Linked DNA regions of Anser cygnoides: region 1 is linked to region 2. The links are chromatin contacts, called in public Hi-C maps. All regions are on one chromosome and are shown on one strand. The core of a region is the stretch at or near the end of the contact, and the rest is flanking DNA. Distances in the headings are between cores, read along the strand shown.

Region 1 (5,271 bases), core at 2,095-4,594, 700 kb after region 2:
CGGCACTCGGGCAGCAGGCTGGGTTAGACGAGAGGAAGCAGAAGCGTTACAGATACAGCCTGGCTTTTAACAAGCTCTCGGGGTATTTTTTAACCACGACGTTTACAAGACCACGAGCACGTTAACTCTCAGCCAGGAGTTACGCTGCATCACCCGGCTTGTTTGGATGAAAACCGTGGCTGAGCATAAGGTGCAAGTGGACTTTTGGAGCTACAACCTCAGCAACGAAGCTGACAAAACTAAGCTAAACAAACCAACACTAGGACACTTGAGAGGAGCCAGCCTCCCATCCAAGAGCAGGAGCCTGCACGGCAGGCTGCCACATCGAATGTGATGTCTGTAAAAACCCCTCGAGCAACAGAAGGTGCTCCAGGGCTGGGCTGACTCAGCTGCAGGACACAAGATCTTTGCTCTTCCAGCCTTGTTGGTTCCCCATCTACCACCACAAACCTTTGCTATGGAAAGCCAGCGTGGGGTGCAGTTATCCTGTCCTGTACGCAGCTGCACGGCACTTATATGTGCACCTAAATAATCCTGTATTAGCTGCAGTAAATGTCTCTGGAGGTCAGCGACAGAGCTAGCGGGGACGTCTGACAGCACCGTTTATGTCAGCCCCACCAGAAGGGAGCTGGGATCCTGCAGGGGGAATAAAATAGTTTGCTGTGACACTTATCCAGCAGTGAATCCGTATCTTCTGGTGGCCCTGAGCTTGGCTTTGGGTCCGAGCAGTCACAGCTGGGGGTGAAGGGAGGAAACCAGGAGAGGAGACCCAGAGCAGGCAGGAGTTTGAGGTGGGGGTTAATCCAGCAGGGCTTGTCCAGGACAGAGGAAGGGAACACGCTACTACATCGCATCGGTGTGCCCAGGAAGGAGAGGAGGTGACATGAGATAAGGACAGACGCTTAAGGACAACCTCGAGTGCTCTGACCACGCTAGCATCCCTCCTGAGAGCCAGCACCTCCTTGCTGCCCTGCCAGAGAAGTAGGGCAGGGCCTCGGCAGCCTCTGCCCGAAGTGGGTCAGGGCAAGAGAAGGCGACAGCCCCCTCCTACCCAGCCCGAGGGTCTCAAAAGTGCCATCAACCCCCAGGCACTGGTCCAAGGACCTTGCTATCCCCAACACGGGGCTGGTGCCTGAGAGAGGTCCCCTGCAGGGATGGATGGACAGGCAGATGCCAGCACCCAGGTTTTTTTTTTTTTTTTTTTTTTTGGTTGTTTGTTTTTAAAGGAATGGTCACCAATGGTCACACTTTGCCAATCCATTAGGGTAGGGACAGATTGGTGATGATGCCTGGTGCTTGGGCATTGGGACAAAGCCAGATGTCGGAGAGCAGAGGGCAGCGTGGCTCGCTCCGGCTCATACCACAGAGGCCAGCAGGCCTTTGCACAGGCAGCAGACTTGGGAAGGACGGCCAAGGAGGTGGCGAGAAGCCTGACAGGCTTCTTCTAACTCCTGGAGGTGGTGGAAGAGGTAAAAACCCATGACCGAGCAGCGCCAGAGGTCCTGTGCACAAACCACGGCACTGCACTGCCTCTGCCCGTCTGAGAGCTGCAGGATCCCACAGCACACACAGAAACAAGGAAAGAAGCACAAATATCACTGCCAGACCCCCACAAGGCACCTCGAAGGAACTGACCCGAGGAGAGCTAAGGCAGCTTTCCACCACTAAGCGGGATTAGCTAGAGATGAGGCCAATCACTGTCCCTAAACCACGCTCCGTTTTGCATTATGCACATGTCCCAGATCCATCCTTAACACATAACGGGGCGGCCGCTGAGGGCTCGGGTCAGCCCTACATATTTTATAGGTCTCCTGAATGATTTATCCTCTGCGCTTGGCGTGCAGTTAGGTCTCAGTTTAACTGTTGGCTTGCTGTTAATTTGGGTGACCTTCCTCATCCTGCTCCTTGCACAAACAAGCTAAGTTGCTTTAGGGACCAGAGGTGGGTACGGGAAAGGCACTCAGATCTTTTCCCAATCAGTTCATGGCTGATCCTACAGTCAGGCCTGACGGCACCCCCAACATCTCTGGGTGCCATGTTTTTGGCATAGCCCCGCACCCACATGCGGGGCTGGGCACCTACATGCAGGGCTGGGCAGGACACGGGGCAAAAACAAGAGCAGAGGGCTTAAATCCCCAAGGTTCAGTTCCTCCCAGCCCCTGCGAAGGATTTTTGCTCAACCAACAAGCCTCGCACAGGTCTCTGCAGCCCAGGAGGAACTACCGGTTTGCTCTTGCAGCCTTTTGCAGCACAGGGGTTGCTCGGTGAGCTTCCGCAAAAACCCCTCCTGCAAAAAAAAACCTGGCTGCTTGCAAGCCCTGGTGCTCCTCCAGAAGATCAGAGGAGGGCTACGAGCCCTTGACGAGCAAACCCTAAAGACTGTCGAGTTTCCTCCTGCAAAACCTCTGGGCTGCCCCATACTTTCCTCTGCAGCCTGCAACAGGAAGCGTTGGGTGTCTGCAGGGTATCGCCGCCGCCACCCAGCTCGCTTCGCTCGCCGAGGAAGTCACCGAGGGTGCAAAAGCAAAAAAATAAAAATAAAAAAAAAATCCTTCTCTGCTGCGCTTTGCAACCCAAACCCTCGCTTCCCCACGGAGCGTTGAACCCCTCGCTGCAAAGCACTAACAAATAGCGACTTTTTTAAAATTATTATTGTTATTATTTTGATTTAAACCTGCTGATGTGAGCGCCAGCGTTACAAAACCGGGCTGAATTCATTGCTGCACACTCCGCTCTGCCGGCAGCGCTGATAAAGGCACACTTCCCTTCCCACCACCGCCAGCAGAAAAAAAAAAAACAAAAAGGAAAATAAAAGAGGAAAGGCCTGTTTTGAAGCAAGTACCACATGTTTGCAGGGTGCAGCCTCCCTTAGGTAAAGCAGCCCCGGTTTTCGCAGCAGTTTCAGGAAAGCAGCCCGGCTTCCTAAGGTCCCTTAAAAGCAAAACTGCGGCGGGAGCTGCCGCAGGGAGCCCCCCCCCAGGCATTGCACAGCGCTTTTTCCCGTCCCCCTTCTTAAAAAAAGCAACCCTGGAGGCAGGCAGAAGACGGACGGGGTCCCTAAAATCATCGCCGAGCCCCGCAACATCCCCTCGGCCCCGACCCCCTTTTCGCCCCCCCCCCCCCCGGGTACCTCGCAGCACCCCCGAGTAGGCGGCGATGATGGTCTTCATCGCGGAGCCGGGCTCAGGTGCTGGCCGAGCCCATGGGATGGAGGCAGAGGGGGCTAGAGGGGATTTTTTGGGGAGCCCGGTGCCGCCGGGGCGTGGGGAAGGCGCCGGGAGCGCATCCCTATATAGCCCCGACAGGAGGAGGAGGAGGAGGAAGAAGGCGGGGAGGGGCGGAGCAGCCCTGGCACCGCTGGGCTATAGGGGGGGGAGCACCCTGACCCCAAGGTTTTTCCCCTCTCTGCTTCATTCTCCCAGCCACCAACCCCATATCGGGGGGGGGGTAATCCCCCAAGACCCTCGTTAGCGGGGTGCACGTCGGGGTTTCGGGGTCCGTTTCTTGCTCCCGTGCTCTCCCCGCCCTGCTCTGTGCTGATTTTAGGGTCCCCAGCGGGGTTGGGGAGATCTGGGTTCCTGGAAGGATCACGAAATTAAGAGAAAAACCTAGAAAAGTGCTTATCGGCAGCCCTCTGGGTTTCGTTAGTCGGGTGACAGCCCGCAGGTATGCCCAAGCCACCCCGAAAACCTCGTTTTGTTCTCCTAATGGGGAATTTTAAGGATCTACTGCTGAGTTATGCATCCATAGCCATCCAGGTGTTATTTAGGAGTTAAGGTACTAACTTAACTCGCCTGCTGAGCCATTTCTATGTATTTTTACAGATGGGGCCAGGTCAGTCTGTCCCAAATCCCACAAAATAAAACCAGATTCCCTATAATGGGGTCATGTCTGGCCCTGTTGTTAAAGGTTTTTTTTTCTACACTTCTGGAACAGGCTTATGCCCTTCCTCAACCCCATTTCATCTTTTGTAATGTGGAGGAAATAAAACCAACCTGCGTCTGAGAAGCGCTTTGAGATACTGCAAGGAAAACCCCATTGAAAGCAATGAGCATTTGTGGGCTCCCTATACATGGCAGACAGATAGCAACGATCACCTAAACACCCCCAAAAATGCTTCAACTTTTGCCTGCCTTTGTCGGGTTTGTGCCCTGCTGAGGCAGCACTTTGACCGGTGGCTCCTGGTGTTGCCGCTGCGAAACTGCCACTTTTTGGCCCGAGGAGACAAGTCCACCAAGTGTTTCGTAAAAATTCACATTTCCAGCCAACTCTCAGCTGTGGAAAGCTTAAATTGCAGATTCAGAGGTGAAAAATTTTTTTTTGTTTGTTTGTTTGCTTTTCCCAATCGCCTCTTTTGGAGTTGAGCTGGCCCGGGACTTGTTTGCTCCCCATTTGGCGAAGGAACGCCTTCCAGGGGTTGTAATGGCCTGTCGAAATCGGTACAAAAATGGAAAATTACGAGAGCCTGTCTGTAGAAAGGGTCTTGCCCAAGAGCTCTTGGATAAGAGTTCCAAAGGGGAGCCCGGAATAGAAAGAAATCACCGACAAAAATACTGCCGAGTGAAAGGGGAATGATCTCCTGCACGTCTCTGTTGGCTTAGGGTTACCCACAAGCAAAGAAAAGACCATGGGAGCTTTTCTTACCATAACCAGGATAAAATCCTGTAAAAAATCACATTGCCAAGTGGTGACAGCATGAGCCAAGTGGATAGGTAAGTGTTAGTTTGCTGTTAGTGGGCTGAGACCTCCGGAGAGTTAAGGGTTCTCCATTGCCCTTCTCTTGATGGATACCCACCTCATTGTACAATTTGGGGGCAAATTTTCCAAATCCTGATCATTTCCTTGCTCCGTACGCCAGAGTAGGGTCCCAACCTGGGAGAAAAGCTCACAAATACACGGGAGTTAAACTCATAAATATATATTAATAAAAATAAAAAAATAAATAAAAACCTCATTGTTTAATGGAGCAGAGGGTCGTGCAGGAGCACCAAGACTACCATCAGGCTGAGCAGCAGCTCGGACGCGTGACTTGGAGGCACAGATGACACTATATTTCTTGGGAAGAAGGAAAAATCAGTCCTGGACCCATGGAGGCACGGCCGAGCCCCAGGACAGCGGCTGCCTTCACGCGACCGGGCAGGGAACTGGCGGCCACCCAGACCCCGTCCCTCTCCTTTCACCAGCGCTCCCCTCGTGACATTTTTTCCTCTCCTGTCCAGCTCAGGGAAAATCAGAAACCGGCCCCGAATGACAGATTAGAGACACCCTGGC
Region 2 (5,353 bases), core at 1,835-4,334:
GTGGGAGGGAAAAGGGCTGTGTGTGTGTGTGTGAGCTCACCCAGTTACACCATCCCGGCCAAACCAGTTCCCCCAGTGATTTCCTGCTGGGCTTTTAGCACCTCGGTGTTGGCACATCCCCACGTCTCTCACTGCTGTGCTATCCGTGGGCCCTGCTGGGAAGGAGGTTTGTCTTCGGCTTGAGAAAGCGTGTAGGTGATGCTCGAGCCATCGCGGGTCTGCTTTTGCATTGCAAAAACTTCCGAGGAGGACGTAGCCCTGACCCTTATGACCAAGGATGTCTTAAAGGATGTCTTCCAGACACAGCTGGTGTGTACTGGCTGCTGAGAGAGGAGCTCAGCTGATTGCCCCCACCTTGTTTTGCAGATTGCCCCCACCTTGTTTTGCAGATTGCCCCCAGACCTCCATTTGGGCCCTTTTCACCGATGGTTGTGCAGAACTGAGCAAATTTTTTTATTTTTTTTTTCCCCAAGACCTCACACCTTCCTGCAATAAAGACTCTGCATATCAATAAAGATGAGGACTAAGGCCATGACGGGTATGTTATGACCAACCTACGTGCCAGAGCATTGTAAAGGGTGGTTATAAAAGAAAAGGGGAAGCGCCCAGGTTAACTCCTCCAACCTTCAATGAGTTTGTGATCTTGACTGCTGGTGGAAAGGCCATTTGCCCTTGCAAACCCAGACAAGGTGCACGCTATGTTGATACCAGGGGAGGCAGGAAACACAGAGACCCATGGTGCCCTTCTTGAACAAAGCCATTTTTTAAGGGCAAGACTGGACTTTAAAACAGATCTGTGGCTTGTGGAAAGTCTGAGCTGGGAAAGTGTGCTGGGAGCTGCAGGGTCCCAGGGAGGAAGCCAGCTCTGAGAGGCCCCCTTTTTTTTTAGAAAGTAGGGACTTTTGGTTACTTTTCTCTAGCAAAAGTATTCACAACAGCAGACCAAAAAAAAAAAAATTAAAAAAATCCCCATGACTTTTCCCTACTGGGCAGAAATTTAGTGATCAAAATTTTGGTCCTTTTAAAACCCTTTTGAAGTCAGAGGCCGAGGTTTTGTAGTTGTTTTTTCTAAAGCTCTCTGTAACTGCTGACATATGCTGCACATATGGTTTCAATGTGATTAGACTTCCGATCTGGTTTTTTTTCCTTTAACTTGACAAAGTACCTACTCACCAGCCCCATTTCCATGAGGAAGGGACGTTTAATATCATTCCCAGAAAGAAAGGAACTTCTGCAGTTTCATTAAACAAATAAAATTCTCTCTTTTTAATTTCTTTTCCTCCTTTTGAATTATGTGGGAATTTGCCCAAAGGAGCAGAGCTATGGGTGCTTTACTTCCCCAAATGCCCCCAGGAAAAATTACCCAAGGGTAATTACTCATGTCTTTCTGGATGCACGGGGAATAGACAGATCTCTGGGGAATCATTTCCTTTAGTTAGACACCATTGGATCTGCAAGGCTGAAGCCATGTTATTCGTAGCATGGGAAAGGTCTGGACCCCAATGGTAAATAAGATGTCCCTGCAGGAAGTGTTGCTGGTGGCAGGGGTGGGAGTTCAGCCCCATCTCCCCAAGAGGACATGTGGTCCTCTGCCGTCATGCTGCGCCAGGGGAGGTTCAGGTTGGAAATGAGGAGACATTTCTTCTCAGCAAGAGCGGTCAGGCATTGGGACGGGTTGCCCAGGGAGGTGGTGGAGTCCCCGTCCCTGGGGGTGTTCAAGGCAAGGTTGGACGTGGTGCTTGGGGACATGGTTTGGTGGGTGACAGTGGTGGTAGGGGGATGGTTGGACCAGACGATCTTGAAGGGCTTCTCCAACCTTAATGATTCTATGAAGATCACTGCAGACTGCGTAGATCCTCCCTAGGATTTCTTAAATACCACTAACGGGGTTACGGTGCATCTTGAATGCCTTCGGAGCACCAGCAGCTTACTGGGACCTTCAGGTTTTGCCTTCAGGTTTTGAAGACCACTTGAGGTCTGCATGGGTCAACAGCCATCTGCCAGTCACAAAGGTCCTCCCTCACCTTTTGGTGCTCAGGCTGAGGAGCTGTGTGTCTGCAAAGCTTAGCCCTACACAGGTTAACAAAGGAGCTGCTGTAGGACAAGAGATTAATGCTCAGCCTCTTCCAGTGTCCTGGGTGGTTTCCTCCATCTGGAAATCCATTCAGAGGGATTCCTCCATCTGGAACTCTAGAACGGCCTGCCCAGAGGACAGAATCTGCAGCAGGGAGGCAGCTCTTGGTGAAGAAATTATGCCCAGTCATGCCACTTGTGAAATTTTTGGTATCCCATCTTGCTTCTGCACACCTCTGATCTCTCCCTCTGCCCTGCTAAGGTCTTTGCATCTTTGTCATTTCTCATGCCCCTTAGAGTACCCAATCCAACTTTGAACCCTGATATCCTTCACAGAGCAGAAGTTCTCGTGTTGCTCCTGTGGCAAATCCTCCAGACTCGTCAGACATCCAGGAAAACGAGAAGAAAATGCCACCTACTCTTTCCAATGTGTCCCCTATGCAGTCAAACACTCCCAAAGGAGCCCTTTTCGGGAACCTTGTTGTGTAGTAACTGCTCTCTTTAAATGCTGCATCATGCAACCTTTCTTCTTTTTTTTTTTTTTTTTTTTCCCTGTATTGAACTTTCCCTTTACCCACACGGCTACAACTGGTTGTGAACTTTCCTGACCTGTGGTTTATGGAAGTTCATGAGATGCAAGATTAACCCTGGGCTGCTAAGTTTCTAGGCTGAATTCAGCTGATAAAAGCAGAACACAAAATCACTGCTGTGATCACGCAGACAAGATAAAAGTTTACTGTCGGTGAGTTTGTAAACGCTTGCAAAACACTGATGTAATAGAAGAATAAAGGTCGTGTATACACTGGGGCAGTTGTCAGAGAGAAGAAAATGCAGGCTGGAGATGTACAGAGCTTTTCTGGTAGTCTATAAAGCTATGTGATAGAATGCACTGGCTTAACCACCCTCAGCTCTTGGGTGAACAAGAAAAGAAAGCAATGAGTGAGCAAGATTTCCTCTTGAGATTTCCAGTGAAAATACGTCTGGAGCGATCATGCTGCTTTGTGCAACACCAGCTGCTCTACCAGTCCAACAGGCATTTCTAAACTGGGACACGTGCATGAGCTCAGCCTTCCTCTGCACACATTAGAAACTTTTTTTTTTCTTTTCTTTCCCTATCTCTTGGAAATAAGCACCTTTTCCCCTTCATTAGCATCACCTCTACCCTACAGTTACGAGGTCGTCTGACTGGTACAAGTCTAATTAAATGCAAGAAGCTTGCTCTCAAAGTCTGCCGCTCTCTCATTAGCCCTAGAGAAGGGCTGGTGCACCCAACATCTTGATTACTTTCTTCAACTATTATATAGCTGGGTGGGTAATTAATGACACTGCTTTTATTTACTGTTGCATCTCCACTGACCTGGTGCTTCGTGCCCTTTGTCTGCCTTGAACTGCAGTCAGACAACCTGGGTTAGCCTCTGTAAATCTTCACCCCTGCTCTTCTTATACCTCGGATATCAGGATGCCAAGTGGAGTTTAGATGAAAATTCCCCAAAGGCTCCTTCTCTGGGTGAAAGGAGCAAAGAGAGAGGCTCTGAAGCTTGAACCATGAGGTGCTGAGAGTAGCTGGGAGAAGGGACATGTGCCCGAGCATCTCCCTGTCAGCATCTGGGTTGGGTGACCTGGCTCGGGACACACACTCCCACCAGTGGTGTCCATTCATTTGTTCGTTAAACTAACAAAATCAAGGTTTTATTTGGAAACCACTGTCCTGACCAAGAGTTTGTCTGTCTCTGGTGACATACAAGCCCATTAAAGGTTATCTCATGTTGCTCATGTTAAGCAACGCTTCCCTCCTCACCTGGGAAGAGTTAAGTAAAGAAACAGAATTTGTTTGATAATAGAAGGAGCAATCTCCCATGTTACAGCAAAATTCACTTTTATTAGGTGCTTGGCATGCACAGCAGCTACTTCCCTTCCCTGAGAAGCACCGACTGCTTTCTACTGACTACAGGCTAATAAATTCCTGGGCCACTGACACACACCTCACTATCAAATGCTCATATTTGAAAGGTGACCAGATAACAGTCATAAATACAGAGTTTTGCTCAAGGCTGCAGCGCTGCAGGTCTGTGTGTGCCCGGTGTTTTTGCTCGGCAGCTCTGTTGATTTAGCGGTGGGACAAGGGCTTTCTCCCTTGAAAAGTTCATGCTGGGAAGTCCTGTTTGTTTAACCACCGGCGGCTATTTCAGGAGAGTTCACCACCAGTGCATCACCTGAGATCAAACCGCACTCCACTCCTTCGGAAAGCAAAGGGAAAATTCAGACCAAGTCTCAATTTAAAGACAAGTAGCACATCAGCAATTAACAATGCTAATATACCAAGAGCTTTTTTTTTGCTACCAGCAATGAGGCTGTGAACCTACAGATTGTCTTTTGGGGTTCTATTTCATGTAGAAGAAGGAAAGTTTTGGAAAGTAATCGTGTCTGGTTTTGAATATCCTTAGGCCAAGATGGACCTAAAATGGGACCTAAATGAAACACCAGACGGTGTCCACAGAAGTCCTGGTCCTGCAGGTGCCTACATCTAGCCCCTCAGCAGCCTGGGGAGCACAAGCAGGGTTTGCCCTCAGGTCTGGGTGATACAGATACAAAGCACAGGACCCAAGCTCCCTCTGAGGCCACAAAGGGAAGGAATTCAGCTCAAGGGACCCAACTTTTGTAGGATTGTAGGAAAATTTGTGCAGGAAGGGACCTCGAGAGATAGCAGTCCAAATCCCTACTCCCAGCAGATATGGGCACAAGCCTGTGGGTACACCCTACAAATGCCTTTTGAAGTGTTCATGGCTGGTATTACCTTCCCCCACTGGCCAGAAGGTTGGGATAATCTGGTCTGAAGCTGCCACGAACAGTTGGTTGCCAAAATATGTGCCAGAAGCACTCACACCCTCAGGTCTTAAATCTTTTAAGCTTCCAGTTGGGTTTCCTGCCCTCCCAAGAGGTCAGTGGGGATTGCCCCAGGGACAGCCCTTTGTTTTTTTCTTCGTCTATGCATCAGTCATATAGGGCCGTGAAATAGGAAAATCGCCATCTGATTTATTACCTGGGATCTGCTCATTAAAGGCTCGTCATTTCCAGGAGTCCTCATGCAAGAAAAGAACAGCTTCCATGGGTTCCCAGGGGAAAAATCATTATTTCTGCAGCCCATGTAGCATCTCCCTTAAAATCTGGTTGCTGCGCCTCGCAGCCTGGCAGCCGAGGTTACAGCAGATACTTTATTTCAGCCTTGCCAGCTAATTATATGCTGCAAATGCAGCAAACACCCATGGTCTAACGTTCGTTT

Evidence for each region. A called contact is a pair of places that touch in the nucleus more often than the background predicts.
Region 1: a contact with region 2 is called in a Hi-C map of liver, with 1.7 times the contacts expected there. The contact joins the promoter of DGAT2 here to the enhancer-like site in region 2. A contact is called at or near these places in 2 of 7 Hi-C or Micro-C datasets (both in liver).

Annotation. Positions count from the first base shown.
Region 1 is chr1:210,239,499-210,244,769 of Taihu_goose_T2T_genome, forward strand. It overlaps DGAT2 (diacylglycerol O-acyltransferase 2), which reads right to left and starts at 3,345. Exons shown (of 7, transcript XM_066990021.1): 1 at 3,131-3,345. The coding sequence starts at 3,170.
Region 2 is chr1:209,535,292-209,540,644 of Taihu_goose_T2T_genome, forward strand. No RefSeq gene overlaps it. Among named protein-coding and RNA genes, the nearest start is that of TSKU, 28 kb to the left of the region's middle. Within about 2 kb of position 3,085, at least 2 of the 3 cell types and tissues checked have open chromatin away from gene starts, as enhancers often do. A contact at or near this core is called in liver, where this site is marked.